2 separate regions of the Sus scrofa genome follow, and region 2 is linked to region 1. A link is a contact called in public Hi-C data. All regions are on one chromosome and are shown on one strand. Each heading gives the region's core, a stretch centred on a gene start, on an enhancer-like site or on the middle of the called end of the contact. The rest is flanking DNA. Distances are from core to core; before and after follow the strand shown. Region 1 holds the start of MEF2C (myocyte enhancer factor 2C). Region 2 has its middle 56 kb from the start of MEF2C.

Evidence for each region. Hi-C and Micro-C count contacts between places; a contact is called where the count stands out from the background.
Region 2: a Hi-C map of retroperitoneal adipose tissue shows a contact between it and region 1, with 2.3 times the contacts expected there. The contact joins the enhancer-like site here to the promoter of MEF2C in region 1. A contact is called at or near these places in 10 of 47 Hi-C or Micro-C datasets (alveolar macrophages, embryonic fibroblasts, epiblast stem cells and 6 more) and 1 of 2 datasets of contacts at active chromatin or transcription factors (skeletal muscle).

What each region holds. Positions count from the first base shown.
Region 1 is chr2:96,215,176-96,218,928 of Sscrofa11.1, forward strand. It overlaps MEF2C (myocyte enhancer factor 2C), which reads right to left and starts at 1,888. Exons shown (of 9, transcript NM_001044540.1): 1 at 1,821-1,888. The coding sequence starts at 1,874.
Region 2 is chr2:96,271,545-96,275,088 of Sscrofa11.1, forward strand. It overlaps a transcript of MEF2C not described here. Among named protein-coding and RNA genes, the nearest start is that of MEF2C, 56 kb to the left of the region's middle. Within about 2 kb of position 1,432, at least 14 of the 83 cell types and tissues checked have an H3K27ac peak or open chromatin away from gene starts, as enhancers often do. A contact at or near this core is called in retroperitoneal adipose tissue, where this site is marked.

The DNA.
Region 1 (3,753 bases), core at 638-3,137:
CTAATGCCATTTAAGAGTACTGAATTAAAGGGCCAACTGACCCTAAAGACTGAAGGAAAGACTACACAGTCCCGATCCTAAAGTTATTTTTGACTTCTAACATGGGTGAGAGTAACAGCAATTGGAGATGCAACTACACTGAAATCAAGAAAAAATGTTCCATTATTAGCTCAAATGTATGATGTTAAAATCCTTGTATGCCCATGTGCATTTTATACTCTTTTACAAAGCGAAATGAAAGGGAATTTAACCTGCAAAAACTTTTGTCTTTGTAAGCAAAAGGAAGATACAATAAATTTCATGAACCTAAATATTACCTGGCATTATTAATGAAGTGATGATGCTAATTCATATTATTTTTGACTGCACCTCAAATAGATGCTAGTCCAAACAACAGGGTCTAGATAGTGGTATATGATGTTCAATATTTCAGTCCTAATTTCAGTTTCAAACTATAAATCAATTTAAAAATACTGTGGCTTTATATTGACAGAATTATTGCTTTTTGGCTTGACCTATAGCAGTAAGCAATGTATAGGAAAACACTGCAGGAATTCATCATAAATCTAAGCATTATGCATCCTCTAAGCTCAATTTTCAGCCCAAAGTAGTTTAAATCATATGTACCTTAAATATAGTGTTTTAAAGGAGCATAAACCTAAAAAAGTTTACCTCTTAATGGCATACTGGCTTTGATGGCATAAATAACAACTTCTATTTATCATAATTGACATATAGCAATAAAAACTTTTAAAGCATGAATCAGCTCTAGTCTCACTTGCAGATCCCAGAAGATAGGCACAGTAGGATAAAAAGAGTGTCTTTGGAAGAAATCATGGATGGTGGGGCATCTCCAAGGCTGTCCTCTTAGCTTTCCCTAGTAAGTGGACAAGAGACAAAACACTCTCCTCTTCCATGGTCAAGGAATGCCTGTTCTATAGGTTCCATTATTCATGTACAATGGTTGGGATCTGGCAGTACTGTAGTATCTCTCTCAGGAACTGTTATTTGATATTTAACATTTGGATGCATACAAACCACCCAACTAGACTTACATCACCTAACCAAATCCATTCTCCCCAAGTGTGAAGAAAAATAGTCAAATCACAGACATTCATAATGTATTAAGTCTTTGTTGAGTAGAGCACTCGGATACATGAAGTCTTTAGAATAGATTAACTGTATCATACAAGTATCACTGGAGTTCTAGAAAAAAAATTACATCATGTGCCTCTAGATTTATAAAATTCAGGGTTTAAAGAAAATGGTATGAATTAACTAATTTCTAGGCCAGGGATCAAACCCAGGCCGTAGCAGTGACCCAAGCCTCAGTAATGACAATGCTGGATCCTTGAGCCTGCTGTGTCACAAGGGAACTCTTGAAAGTCATTTTTATAAGGATATTTAGCCTATATTACAAACCTTTAAGTAGATGACCACAAAGGCCTTGTTCCCAGGAATATAATAATATCTTTGTTTGATGATGCGTGCATAGCAATAGCAATGTTATGCTTATTAACTCTTAATTACTAAGGTATTTATGTTACACAAATGCAACTCACATTTAAAATTCATGTTGAAGGAAAAAGTGAATAATCACGAATGTGTAAAATACACATATTCTTATAGATAGGGTGATTTTTTTTCCTTTACATATAAGAAACTATTAGCACTTGAACTGACCACTTTTAATTCACTAAAACTGCTCTCAGTGGATGTTTATAAGCTCAGAATGTTTTCAGTACCCTTAATATATCCGAGGGGAAATGTAAGAAACAGTCCATGTAAATAATAACCCCCCAAAAAGTTTACCCACTCACCTGTCTGTTACGTTCATCCATAATCCTCGTAATCTGAATCTTTTTTCTCCCCATAGTCCCCGTTTTTCTTCTCTCTCTCGTCCCTGAAATTATGTATTTTTTCCTTCCTTTTCTTTCTCTTTCCTGTTTCCTCCAAACAAATTTCCTTCTTCAGCACTTGCACTGCTCAGTTCCCAAATTCCTGCATTCGTTCCTGCTGAACAAAAAATAAAAATTAAACACCATTTTAATAGCAAGCCAGTTTCGTAAGAAAGATCATATTCTTATTTTAAAAAAATAAAACTCTATGGCAGTAAACCAATCAAATGAATGAAAATAAGCAACTATAAAAGTACATGGTATATCACATGCAGGAGCATATCAAGTAGGAATGGTTTGTTTTTATAACTAAAATAAGCTCATAAGTAATTTAACAAGTCATTTAAATGACAAAAACTGTGCTTTAAAGCCCTACACTTGAAATGCATCTTTTGCAAAGAGTTTCTTAATATTTTTTTAATGAAATTAGGTGACTATTTTCACCCTTCTGTTATGAAAAATTACCTAAATCAGAGAGTTAATGAACCTTTATGTACCTGTGTATGCTAAGTAGGGCAGCTAATTCATTTCTGAAGGGAAAACAATCTCGTGTTTTGACAGCAGAGGTGATAACGTCCCTCGTTATGCAAATAGGATGGACTATTATGAAAGTGGTATTTGATATATGTAAATGTCAACTAATTTAAATCTAAATCCTTTAATCTTATTTTTAAAAAGTCACTGCTATGAGAGCACTGTAAAAATAATGTGGGATATTTAATCTTACATAACAAGCAGCTATCAGCAGTGAGATCTCCTTTTCCTTTTGAAAGCCCTTAAGCTATAGCTTGAATACAAGAATCAAAAAAGGCAATCATTCATAGAAAGGAAAGAAATGGTGCAAAAGTTAGAATATTATTCCATATATAACTATAATTTTTATAAGCCATCATTCCTCTAAATTTAAGTATTTTAACAAGACATATCATACCTCTTTGGGGAATAAAATACGAATTATAGAAACTCGGTATATTCTGGGTATCTTTAGGTCATGAATTAAAATGAAAGAAGTGATCATCAATAATATAAAATAAACCTAGAGAACCCAGAGTATTAAAAGCACATATTTTACTTTGTTTTAAATAATATCTGAAAATATTTGAACATAAAGCAAATTGCTGTGAAATGTAAATGTGGAAGTTAACAAGAAGGAATTATTCTATGTCAAAGAATGAAATTACTTACACACTGCTCAGAATTCTCCTGTTTATTTTAGTTGGTGTCTGACAACTGACCTGATAAATTCCCACATGTATTATGTAATGCTAAGCCAATGTCCTGGCTACTTAATAGATTATTTGGCTTCAATTCAAAGTTATTGGAATGAGAATTGGAACTGTTACACACTTGGTCTGATCATCAGCTGTCTTTTCAGTTCCTTAATTTAATTTCTAAATTCTTTATCACCTTGAGTAAATTTTTTTTTCATTTAAGTTTTCTGTGATTATCTAATTGCAGAAGCTATTATGATATAATTAGTTCTGGTGGATTAAGTCCTGCTTAAATGCTAAGACCATCCATTCTCTTTTGCCCAATGCCTTCTACTAAACTGCAGCTTAGTTCTGCCTCTCAGAATATATATACATGTTGAGTAATATCATGACCACAGAGTACTCATCAAAAACTATTACTCCAGCGGTAATTTTAAACGTTGGAAGTAGTTCAAAGCTTTACAGTTATATACATAACACATTTGACAAACACATAGGAAAAAATTAGCTATGATATATTGAAAATCACATTAAAATATGAAAAAAATCCACAAAGCACAAATGTATCCTATATTCCCTGTTGCCAAACACTGTCCATCTATTTTTAGTAACAGCCTTAAATATCACTCCACTCGACAACTTTC
Region 2 (3,544 bases), core at 182-2,681, 56 kb after region 1:
ATCCTTACCTGTTATTTTCTTAAACTCTCTTTTTTACTCTACCTTTACACGGAAATTTGCAAATATAAAGACACAGAGTAGGCAAAATTTTGTATCTTTTAAGATATTTCATCATCTAAAACGAAATGGTTTAGTCCCCTTGCAATTTGTTCATCAGGCATTTGTGGATGAACTCAGCTGTATAATTTCCAGGCCTACAAAATGGAAGCTCTGATACCTAGTCTATGTTTTTCACTCGGAATTAGAGTGAACATAAACAGTGAGCATATAAGCTGGAGCTGAAGGTAATAAACTTATTAGAACTTAGTAAGACAGTGTTATGGTCAAAGAAAACCTGCAAGTGTATGCCACAAACCCACTCAGATGAAACATCTCATTCATTGGAATCTCCTATCTCACTGTAATAATGCACAGAAAATTAAACACATAAATATTAATTTTATGTATCACAGAAGATGTAGGCAATGAAAATGCAATGTTTACATTTATGAGTGACTCATTAGTGTTTTATTGTGTGAAACACTAGGAGGCATCAGTTGGGTAAAAAAAGGCTCCAATTTTTAAAGAAGCAAGAAATTACTGTAGAGTTGGATGTGTAAGAAGTAGGGGTTTTCAAAATGTTATTATGTCAACTAAACTTTTTCTCTGAAATAAACTCTGAAAACATCACATTTTGTGGCCAAAAATGACCCTTATAAAACATTCACAAAATACATATAATTTGACCAATAAACACCTATCAAAATATATTTCAAATATACAGATTCATTAGCTATGTAATTCCACATTTTTATGAAAAATATATTTGGTAACAGAAGAACATAATGGCTATTAACTACCATGCATTTTCTGCTCTGTTACTCAATACCATGAGTGTATGTTTTATTTCTGGCAAATTCTGTTTTATGCTCTCTACAATGCCTTTGAAAATGTCTACTGCAAATTAAGCCTTATAATAATAACTGCTTCACATAAACATCCAGAACTTGGTATCTGTTCAGAAAGAAGTGATGGAACTTAAAATGTAAGCTACGTATATAAAAGAGGACATGTTTTCTCTTATTTCACTATTGAAAGCCTATCATCTGAAAACTGAGTTTTCTACTGTTTGAATGGCTCTTCATAAGGAAGAAGCAACAGGGTCGTGGTATACTTATCTAGCAATCATTTGAAATTGGAGTGTCTTGCCATTCCCCAACAATCAGCTTTTATCTCTGACCTATCAAAATAACATGTGAACTGCGTAATCCGCCTTTTGTAAGGTGCACAGACTCTGTTGTAGCTCCTGGTTTTGTGAATCGCCTGTGTAATCTGGTTTGATTTCCTAAAGATGACAGATCTCGGTGAATAGTCAGGCTTTACTGAGTGCAGGGCAGTCCACGCGCCCGTGAGATTAAGGTACGGTGCTGAGGACGGGGATCTTAATCACCTACCCTTCCACATTCAGCACACAGACTGCGCACCGGTGATTAAATCTTCATTGTGTCCAGGCAATCACTGTATTCATGAAATGAATATGTGCATTTTTGTAAGTTTTAGGTATTAATTTGTGTGTTTTCTCAGAGGATGTGCTTTGGGTAAAAAAAAAAAAGTAGAACTTTATTAATAGTCTCTTTACAGTCCACTCTGTGGCCCTTAATTGCATATGAAATTCTTCCATCTTACTTTGAATCATGCCCCTGAAGCCAGGGTTCTCTGTTTAATAACTATTTTTTTTGTTGTTATGAAGCACAAGTGTCGCCGCACAGATATTTCCCCATTTTTGTCACTTTCTGAGATTTCATAGACACAAAATATACCGCATGCAGAGTTGGGAAATAAAACCACAAAATATACTACAATAAACAGAAGAAAGTTTTGAAATACAGCGTTAATATATGCCAATGAGTTTTTTAAGCTCATTTTTTTAAGTAAAATAAGTTTAAATACAATAAATCACTTATCGGAAAGATATGGTTGTTATGCTATACAATTTACTGATTCAGTAAAGAGAAGGGCCAAGGAAGAAACTGACAGACATCTGAAAAATATAAAGACATGTTGCTTTTTCAGGATCCAATTTTGAATCATTAGATAGCCCTTTTCCCTAATGGAGTGAACTATTCCCTCAAATTTTGAAAACTGAATGTGTTTACAAAATAGAAAAGAGGGAAGGTACAATAAAGTCCTTGTTACTTAAATTGCATGTATTTAATGTTAATATGTTTCTGTTCTGAAAAGTTAATATATATGATTGCATAGGTTTAAAGTATGAACAGCTGAGAAAAGCCGGAAAATTGATTTTTTATTTTAAAATGCTTTGTTATTTAAACCAAAGAAATAAATTAATATTGAATAAAAGTTACATCTTTAATACTGCCTTTCACTATATTCCACATATATACATAGCAATCATAATGTAAATAGCATAATTAATGAATGAGGTAAAAATACTGTTTTTAGTAAGAAGTCTGGAAAATATGCTACAAATACTCAAAGCTGTGTGAATTACAACAGTAAAAAACAGATTTTTATAAAGTTTAGCAAAACCTGAAGTAAAGATAACTGTCAACTATTGTCTCCTTAACTTGATTAGGGGATCACATCTTAAACACTGCCTTTAAAGTGTGTTTTAATGAAAACTTTTAGAATTCATTTAGAAGTCTAATATATAGTCAAGTATACTTTTGCACAAATAGAATGAGATACTTGATTTTAGAGATTTTTTTTCCTCTTGAGATCAGACATTAGATAAGTACATCTCCTTTTACCTGTCAAGTTCTGCATCTACTTGCTTTAGAACTACCTCTTTTAACTTAATAATTTCATGTATACTCTGGAGGACAATAATATGGTTTATTAACTGCATTATACTTAACTGAAATGCTTGTGCCATACTGGTATATACTGAATGTTTTCAAAGACTGGCCCAAATTGACATTATTTTAAAAATTAAATAAGATGTTTTTATTTCAAATTGGAGATGGTTAATCTCTTTAAAGCTAAAATTAGTACGCAATACAGAGGGGCTCACAGGTGGTCACATTTCCATGTCCTACCAAGTCTCTAGGGATTGGAGTTATTACATTCTACATAAACATCTTTACTCTGCAACCACAATTCTATCGCAAGGTGCCAGTTAAAAAGAGGCTGGTCACTTTTTTTGACTGGTATAATGAGGTAGCCAGAGTTCCTTTTATAGCACTTAGAAAATACATGCAGTCACCAACCATTTCACAAGACAGTTACTATTAGAGTTAGTATCAGATTCACAATAGTAAAATGCACTTTGTGTCAAAGCAATTCTCCTCTGGGGATGGGTTAAAGAATTGGCAGAGAGCCTGACTCTACTTATTATACCATCAGCATTTACATATAAAGGTATTTTACACCAAAGACACACTTTCCTAAAATGTGAAGAAAAAGAGCTTTTCCCCCCAAAATGAAAACTACTGGACCTAAAATAGACATGTTTCAGACATACGATTTCCTTTAAGAATGAATAGCCATATTCTGGGAAGGAGATAACACTAGCAATAAATTTAAATATTTGCATAGTATTTAA